2 separate regions of the Gossypium arboreum genome follow, and region 2 is linked to region 1. A link is a contact called in public Hi-C data. All regions are on one chromosome and are shown on one strand. Each heading gives the region's core, a stretch centred on a gene start, on an enhancer-like site or on the middle of the called end of the contact. The rest is flanking DNA. Distances are from core to core; before and after follow the strand shown.

What was found. Hi-C and Micro-C count contacts between places; a contact is called where the count stands out from the background.
Region 2: a contact with region 1 is called in a Hi-C map of leaf, with 2.4 times the contacts expected there. The contact joins the enhancer-like site here to the promoter of LOC108466060 in region 1. A contact is called at or near these places in 2 of 5 Hi-C or Micro-C datasets (both in leaf).

The regions. Positions count from the first base shown.
Region 1 is chr7:95,879,440-95,884,432 of ASM2569848v2, forward strand. It overlaps LOC108466060 (14-3-3-like protein A), which reads right to left and starts at 2,759. Exons shown (of 5, transcript XM_053030701.1): 1 at 2,508-2,759; 2 at 1,326-1,839; 3 at 1,073-1,195; 4 at 352-468. The coding sequence starts at 1,811.
Region 2 is chr7:95,943,615-95,948,204 of ASM2569848v2, forward strand. LOC108453569 (transportin MOS14) reads right to left here. Exons shown (of 27, transcript XM_017751745.2): 27 at 4,135-4,590. The coding sequence ends at 4,510. Among protein-coding and RNA genes, the nearest start is that of LOC108453569, 23 kb to the right of the region's middle. Within about 2 kb of position 2,592, at least 2 of the 2 cell types and tissues checked have an H3K27ac peak or open chromatin away from gene starts, as enhancers often do. A contact at or near this core is called in leaf, where this site is marked.

The sequences.
Region 1 (4,993 bases), core at 1,509-4,008:
TACGAAGCCCCAGGTTAACAACAATAACATCAGAATATTAGTTCTGAAACTACTCTGCTGAGGTGAAATGTGTTTGGCATGTATGCTGTGAAGAAACATTCTTGATATAGGTAAAGAAGCACTGATAATCTCGGAGATTAACTGAAAACTTTGAAATATTAGTCCTGACATTAAGCTATGAGATGTCATGCCAGGAAGTTTAGAGAACATGGTAGAGAACTGTAGTCATGTCCATGAAAGCAACTAAGTTCACTCAGGAATATAGCTTTAGACATTTTTCATATCCATGTCGCATGAAAATTTCATGATCGTGTGCACACACAAACTTATTTGGGGGGGGGGGGGGGATACCGTGATGTCAGATGTCCAAAGGGTCAGGTTGTCCCGGAGAAGTTGCATGATCAATGTACTATCTTTGTAAGATTCCTCACCCAAAGTATCCAACTCAGAAATAGCCTCATCAAAAGCCTGCCAAACGAAAAACATGCCATTTTAGTTTGCAAGCAACCGTTAGACAGTCAATTCATGCCCTCGAGAAGACATTTGTGGAAATTCGCATAAGAACAATCTAATTGTCATGCCTTAATACATAGAATTAAATTAACAAATCCCAGTAAAATGGACATCAATTTACAACATTACCAGACTTCTTATGGATAAAAGCAATAACATTTCTGTTCAGACTTGCTCTACACTAGAAAATGGAAAACTTAATGTAATAATTAGACTTCATAAGCAAAATGAGTTTATTTAGAGTAATCAATTTAACTCTTTTGTCCTAAGTTCAATGTCCGTACCATTAGTACAAACCAGATTCGCACAGTAGTTTTTAGGTGTTAACAAAATGGCTCCTCAAACTTGCAACTAGTTTATTCGATACAAGGAGTTGCCATCACAATTAAATCCAGTTGGGGTAGAATTAGATTAAAACAATTTACTATGCCCTCTGAAACAGATGAACCACGCCAAGAAATTAAAAGCCAGACGAGTTTACTTCTTTTAACTGTTCTACATCAATGACAAATAAATAAAAAGAAAAGATATTGATAGCAAAGCAGTAGAAAATAAACACCTGTTTTGCAAGATTGCAGGCACGATCAGGTGAGTTGAGGATTTCATAGTAGAAAACAGAGAAGTTGAGAGCAAGCCCCAGCCTAATTGGGTGAGTAGGAGCAAGCTCAGCAAGAGCAATATCCTGCCATCACAAAAATCAAAAATAAAACGGCTTAGAAATTTTGATCTTAATCTTTCCAGTGAAAGAAATGCTTAAGGAATTATAGAGAAAATAACTCATACTGACAAGACTGCATCAGCAATTGACCCACCTGAGCAGACTTGTAAGCCAACAAAGTGCTCTCGGCAGCTTCCTTCCTCTCAGCACCAGTCTTAAACTCAGCAAGATACCTGTGATAATCACCCTTCATCTTAAGGTAGAACACCTTCGACTCAGCAGATGAGGCCAAAGGAATGAGGTGAGATTCAAGAAGGCTCAAAATCCCATCACAGATCTTGCTAAGCTCAGCTTCAATCTTACCCCTATACTCCTTTAGTTGTGCAACATGATCCTCATTTCCTCTGCTCTCTTCCTTCTGCTCAATGGAAGAGATGATCCTCCAAGACGCCCTCCTTGCCCCAATCACATTTTTGTAAGCCACTGAGAGAAGGTTCCGTTCCTCAACAGTCAACTCCTCAACATCAACAGTTTTTGCAACTTTCTCCATGAACTCCACCATTTCCTCATAGCGTTCAGCCTGCTCAGCCAGCTTGGCCATGTAAACATTTTCCTCTCGTGATGATTCAGTTGAAGACATCTTTACAATATCAATCTAATACGTGATCCTGAGAACAGAGCAAGATTTACTCTCTTTTTTTTTAATACAAGCATTTCTAACCAAATCATGGGTCTAAACAAGAGCATCCACATCTAGAACAATCATTCGAGATATTCTCATTCCTCAATCCTAAACATAACCCCCCCCCCCAATTTTTAGCTCTTCGGTTCTTCAAAATTTTCCAACTTCTAGATCCAATCTTACTACCAAAAGATATAACCTACATTTAATTAATAATCCAAAAAAAAAAGATCCAAATTGTGAGTAAGATGAATCATCAGCACTAGCTCCTATCCTCCATTCCAATTTCCAACAGTTCCTCAGTATCCAAACTGTTATTTTTGGTTAGCTGAACTTTCTACTCTACAGCTTGGGAACAAAATTTCCTATTTCTTTTTTCCCCAATTTCAAGGAACCAAACAGAACACCAAAGAAGAAAAGAAACCCTAATTAGGAAAATCACGCAATGAAGAGCTCAAATCCTAAACAGATTGATTCTAAACCTATAAAATTAAAACAAAAAGAAAAAAGAAGAAGCTACAAAACCATTCATTGCATTAATAAAAAATCTAAGAACAAAATCGGGAAACGTTTAAAAATTAAAACCCTATAGATCTCAAATTAAAGAAATAAAATCCAAAATTATCAATAAAACGACGACCAAGAGTGACGTACCGATCGACGACTTTTTCGTTGGTGGAAGTGAGAAAGAGAAAATTATTCTAGGGAGTGAAGACTAAACTCTGAACAGCTAGAGGGCTGGTTTTTTTATAAAAAGGGTATCAAAGATTACACCAAAAAAACAAACAAAAAAAGTATCAAAGAGAGTAAGGGAGAAAGAGAGGGTGGTCCAATGAGACGGCGACAAGTAGTGGATAGCAGAGATTCCCTTGGAGTTTTGGGCTTGTGAAGCTGAGAGCTGAGTTAGTACATATTTAAGAGGAAAATTGTATGAAACTAACATACATTGTTATTAATTTATTTTTCAATAATTTAATATTATTTTAGTATTTTATCTTAAATTGTAGTATTTTTATTTTGAAAAAAATTAAATCCAAAATAATGTATTGAAATTTAGAATAAAAATATTGAAATGATAATGAATTATTGAAAAGGTATGAAATTGAATAGATATATTTGTTTAGGTATGAAATTGAGTAGAAATTATTAGGTAGTTTTTTTTGTTTTTATCTTGTAAATTATGCTCTTTCACATAAAAAATAGTGTTTTGCATGTAATTAAAATTGCTAACTCATTTTTAATTTTTATTTCAATTCATTTTCATTTTTCTTTCATCACTCTTAATTTTAGACGAAAGCGACTTTTTAGAATTGTTTTTCGTGTGTTTTGACCAATTTAATTAGTTAATTTAGACCTCTAAAATTTATCTTATGATATTCTATTTTTCGAGCCTCCAATGATTTTAATTATATGATTTTTATATTTTATATTTATCTTTTGGTATATCCCATTAAATTATATAAGTTTAATTCTACGAGGATTAGGTTTCCGCATTAATCTCTTAAATTTAGTGGAAATTGTTTTTCATGACACAATTTTTAGTTTTCATTATTACGTATGAAATTTGAGTTATTAGAAGAAAACAATTTTTCAAATTTTTCATGTGTTTTGAAATATTTGATTAGTCAACTTTGAGTTCTTATAAATTCATCTTATGATATTCATTTTGTCAATATTTGTAGTATGAAATGTGGTATTTCATTTGGTATATCCCTTTAGGTTATATGATTATTGAATTAGGGAACCAAGTTCTCAAAATAATATACTCCAAACTGTAAATTTAGGAATTTTAAGAAAGTGCGATATTATTATAATTTGACACATAGAATTTAGGTTATTAATAATCATTTTTAAGAATATTATTATTATTATTATTATTATTATTATTATTATTATTATTTTGAAATTTAAATTATTAGGTGAAAACAATTTCTTAAAGTTGGGTTTTGACAATTTGACTAACTAAATTTGAGACCCTATAAATCCATATTATGATATTTATTTATGTCTAGGACAAAGCAATTTTCAAAGTTGAAGTTCAACGGTGTTTGAGATTTGATTAGTCAAATTTAAGCCTTTTTAAATCCATCTTATGATATACATTTTTGTTGAACCTTAGATAATGCTTATACTATGAAATGTATTCTTTTCTGTTTGTGTATCTCTTTAGGCTATATGACTAATGTATTGGGAGAACCAAAGCCTCAAGTTAGCTTACTTGAAGCTTTAAACCTTGAAATTATCGACAAAATATAATATTTGGACTCAACATTTTAGGTTTTAATAATAAATTTTTTTATAAAATAAATTTTTTGTATTTCATTATTATATTTGAAATTAAAATATTAAGAGAAAACAAGTATTCACAATTAATCACTAGTTTTCACAAATTTGATTAGCTAACTTTGAGCTTATGAAAATTAATATTATGATATTCATTTTTGTCAAGCTTCAAATGATTTTTATCATACGAAGACTGTTCTTTCTTTTGGTACACCCCTTCAGGTTATTTGAGTTCAGTATTAAGAAAATCACACTTCCAAGGCCTCCGACAATTTTTAATGTATAGAATGTTGTAGTAAAAAATTCTTTTAGTCCTTTTCAAATTTAATATTGAGTAAATTAATTCCTTTAAAAAATCAATGAAATTTAAACCATATGTTTCCGGAGCAATCCAGCTGAAGCTATTGACCGGCAATGTTAGACAATAATTGAAGCACACTCAAATTTATCAAATAGCACATTAAATATCATAAAACTGTTCAAAAAGTTTTTCTAAGTTAAGGTCATTGATCATCTAAAGTGTGCAAATGATCTAGTCTTTTTTTCCTTCTTCTTTATTATCTTCCCTATTTCTCCTACAACATGCCTTTGGTATGTAATAAACTATCTTTTGTTTAGTGTTGAAGAATTTATACATACGTACGTCTTTTTCACCAGAAGCATGATTCATAATAAATGAATTTAAGAAATGTAAGTGAAAAATAAGAAAAATTGCTGAATGATGAGCAGTATACCTCTATTATCCTCAATATATCTTTCCCAATTAGAAAAATGCCTTGTATAGAAAATAATGTAAACAAATAAGCAAGGATTGTAAACCAAAAATGTCTCTTCGTAGTTAGCATAAACTAGAAGCA
Region 2 (4,590 bases), core at 1,342-3,841, 64 kb after region 1:
ATTATTTCCAATTATCAGTTATAAATACCTTATAATAGCTTATATAATACATATAACATATTATTATCATTTTCACAAATTTTTAAAATTTTTGTTTTATTCATTTTAGTCCCCAAACCAAAATTATTATATCTTTTACAATTAAGCTCCGATTTTCAATCCGATTTCATTTCCTTTTTTATGCAGCCCTCAACAATCAATATTTATAGAAATTTCACATCAAAATCAATATTATTTCATTTTAGTCCCTAAACTCAAAATTAAAAAAAAATTCACTTTACAAATTAGTCCTATTTCATGTCTAAGCTTTAAAATCTACCATTAACACTCAAAAACTTCAAATAGCATCAATGAGAAACTTTTTAAACTTTTTCAATTTTAAAAACAAAAACGGAGGTACGAGTTAACCAAATTGAGTTACAACAGTTACAAAAATATAAAATTTACAAAAAAATGGGCTAGGTCTGAATTTACATGCAAGGGTCAAATGGTTTTGAATGTTCGAAGCTTTCTTCCTTTATTCAGAAATGGTGAAAACGGTGGAAAGGAGAAATGGAAAGATGATGACTTTTTTTTTTATGTTTTATTACCTTTAATTATTAGTAACATAATTTCAATTAAAAATATCCACTAACCTTCTAACCCTTTTAAAAGTGGTTTAATTGTGACTTATATCCTTACACATTCACTAATTAAACCATTTAACACTTAGAAATTAAACGTGATTAACTTTTTACGATTTAGTTTTTATACATTAGTTAACCCTTCAATCACTAAAATTTTCAGATCAAGATTAAAAATATCGTATAAAAACTCCATAAATATTTTAAATATTTACAATCTCAATTTACGAAAATGAGGTCCCTATACATTATTTTCCAAAATTACTAACTTTAGGGTCAAACTATTTGTACTATAGTTAACTGTCCAATTAGCAAAATTATTAGAACAAAATTAAATATAACACTAATATTGACTCATAAGTACTAAATAATAATATTTACGGAGTCACTCGTTGGAATTGGGATCTCGAAACTATTGTTTCCGACACCACTAAAAGTCGGGTTATTACAACAACCAAGATGGCAATAGAACCTTAGACTGCAATGGGTTGGTTGGCTAAGCAATAGGCCAGGCTTGCCGGCTTCAACTGTGAGTCCTTGAAAAGTCCATTTTATGGATAGCTTTAGCCATTAGAATATCCATTGAACTTCCTATATCCATTAATATCTTTTTGACTTGAAACGAAGAAATGGTGGCGAAAATCACTAGGGGGGCATCTCCCTCTACATCAATGACCCGCTCATCATGCTCAGAAAACTTCAATTGCCATGGAGAAGGCCTGGGGTTTTTCACAGAGACTACTATAGACATTATGCTTCTAAGATGTGCGTTCTGTTTGGAATTAGAGGTTACCCATTCTACATGCTTGCTTCCAACTAGTATATCAATTATGTCCCTAACAAGATGTTTACCCTTATCATCTCGACGTAGTCCGGATAGCCTTGCTTCTTCATCATAAGTCATGTTCAGTTGATATGGTTCCTAGGGCAGCTATTGTTTTAATTGCCCTTTTCGGATTGCCAATTCTATTATGTTCTTCAAATGTACAAAATGCTTTGTGTGGTGCTTAAGAGCATTGTAATATATATAGTGATGGTTTGAGTTATTGCGATCCTGGCTAGGTGTTAGCTGGAGTGGCATTTACAAAATACCTTGGTACTCGATCTGATCGAATATCTGGGCTAGAAAGCAGGTGAGTTCATGGTAAGTTCTATATTGATTGTAAGGTGCCCGGAACCTTTGATCTTAGCCAACCTTGTTCCCCTGGATGGGTCCTGAACAGTCAGAGGCATGGACATTATTAACCCTTTGTCGATCTCTCTGATTTGAAGGGTTGTATTGCCTATGCTCCATGTTGCCTACCCTAGAATGGGTCATTGGCTGCTGATAGCCTTGAGAACGTTGTGGAGGGGAACGACGCGGAGGATTAGACTGCTGGATGGTGGACACAAAAGAGTTGGCACGAGCTCTTTCTACTTCATCACCTTTCAAAAATTTGTGAACCATTTCATACAACGCGGATAACTTGCTCGGTTGATTCCCAATAATGATGTACCTCAAATGTTGGTGGGTGGCCCCGACAGCAAAGGAGTGGATGACCCCTTAATCTGTAACCCCCATTGTTATCATAGTGGTTGCACTGAAACTACGAACATAATCTCGGAGGGATTCATTCACCCCTTGGCATATGGTCATCAGATAAGCGGGAGACTGTTGAAGTGTTTTGTTGGCCAGGAAGCAGCTCATTAATTGCCCATGTAATTGCTCGAAGGAGTGAATGGATCCTCAAGTACTGATAGGTACCACTGTCGAGCCGTTTGAGAGAGGGTCATGAAGAATGCTCTACACATGATAGTGTTAAAGGCCCTAAGAATTTTCATGTGATTGTTATAACGAGCTAAGTGGCCTTCTAGGTCTCTTGAGCCATTGAATATGAATTTCGGGAACATGAAAGAAGCTAAGATATGATTGGCTAATACCTCAGGAACGAGTGGCTCACTGGAATAGTTCCAAATGGATTCATCTACTTTGCCTCCATTTCCTATAGCATTTTTATATTGAATGCCTTGAGTCGCTCCACCGAGGAAGCGTTGCTGTTGCCTTGAGTATTCTGGGACACGACCGACTGGTTGCTATTTTCGGGTGGGTCATTCTGATTGTGACGTTCATGATCCATGTGGACTATGGATTGAGCTTCATTGCCCAAATGGGTAGGGTCGTCCCACCTGGGGACCTCTCGAGCTGCCCACAGCTTGTCAATCAACTGCTCATTTTAAAATTAAATTAGGACCAAATTGCTATTTGAACTAGAAATAAATTAGTTTTAATCTAACTAAGACCTAACTCAAATTATTATACACCAAATTAATTTAATTATATATCTAAACTATATCCAACAACCCAATGCAATCCTAAGATATCCTAAATTAATTAAAGGCATTAGATAAATCATTGAATTTGTTTTTCATTGAAAAGAAATTTTTAACATTTAATTTTATGAGTTTGATAACCATAATAATTTTTATTTAATTCAAAATTTTCAAAAAAATAGTTGAATGACTTAAGTAAATAAATAACTATTTATCACTTAAAAGTTGAAAAGATTAAAAAATTATATTCAAAATAAATTATCTTGTTAGTTTTGTTAAAAGTAAAATATTCAAATTATTATATTTAATTTTATCCAAAATCTCTAAAATAATATAAATTATTACATCAATAACATTAAAATTATGAAATAAATAATTTTCGAAAATTAAGATTTATTATTATTAAACAACATTATATGTGGTACTTAATTTTATTAGGGTAAACTACATTTGTGATTGCCCAAGTATCAATAAATTTCTTTTGGTCATTCAACTATAAAAAGTTACAAAGTTATTGCCTTAGCTACCCAACTATTTCAAGTGTTTTCATTTTTACGATAGTCATTAGTGATAAAAAATATTCAAGAGTTATGTAACCATTCTATAACTCTTGATAGTTGGGTGATCAAGAAAGAAATTTATCAATAATTAAGCAACCACTTTGTAACTTTTATAATTAGATAACAAAAAATTTCTAATAGGTGTATTTTACACTTTTTATTAACACAACAAATTTATAATATAAATTTAAAACCTATAAAATTTTGTATTAGAAAATGTTCAACACTTAACCTTTTAGTTTATCAAATAATACTCAACTTAATTTAATTAATTAGTTTATAACATTAATCCAAAACATATAATTAACTATCCTAGAGTAAATGTCAATCTAATAATAACTTATCTTTAAATTAATTCAGCAAACCGAGATTAATTAGATAATGAAAATTGATCCCTCAATTTATAATGTTTCTTATTTCAGTATCTATATTTTTTGGTAAAAAATCAGGAAAATGAGAGAATCGTACAAGTCACCGAGCGGTCCAAGGCGATTTTCGAATGTCCGACTTTTTAATCATTGGATATAAGAATTGTTTCAGATCTAAAGCTGATTATAAAATGATTGGTTGTAAGGATACAATAATAATGCATGGCGAAGAAGATCGTTCTGGTGTACTTAACATGCAGAGAAACATGCAAATGCAGAAAAAAATCCGTCTTTCACCTTCTAACCATTACAAAACTAAACTTACAACACTGTATACCAACACCAAGGCCTTTTCACCCAAAATTAAAATAAATAATAATTGAAAGCCAGTGCATTCGAGACGACTGGGAGCACCCCATATCTCGAGCAGAAGAAGATACAACAGCCCATTCTCTCCCTATTGTGAAACAAATAAATGCCCAACACTCACCTCAAAGACAGTTGGAAAATTGACCAATGATGATAGATACAAAATCAAGAATGAATCAAAACAGCAAATAGCGGATCGAGTTATTCATTCGGCTGCTAAAGCAAGATGAGGCCTCAGAAAAACAGCCCCCTCCACTACTATTTCTTTATTTCTTTCCACTATGGTACAGGTACCAGATTCAACTCAAGTGGCTTTAGTGCTCCTTGCACAATCTCTTGAACTGTTCGATTACGACGACA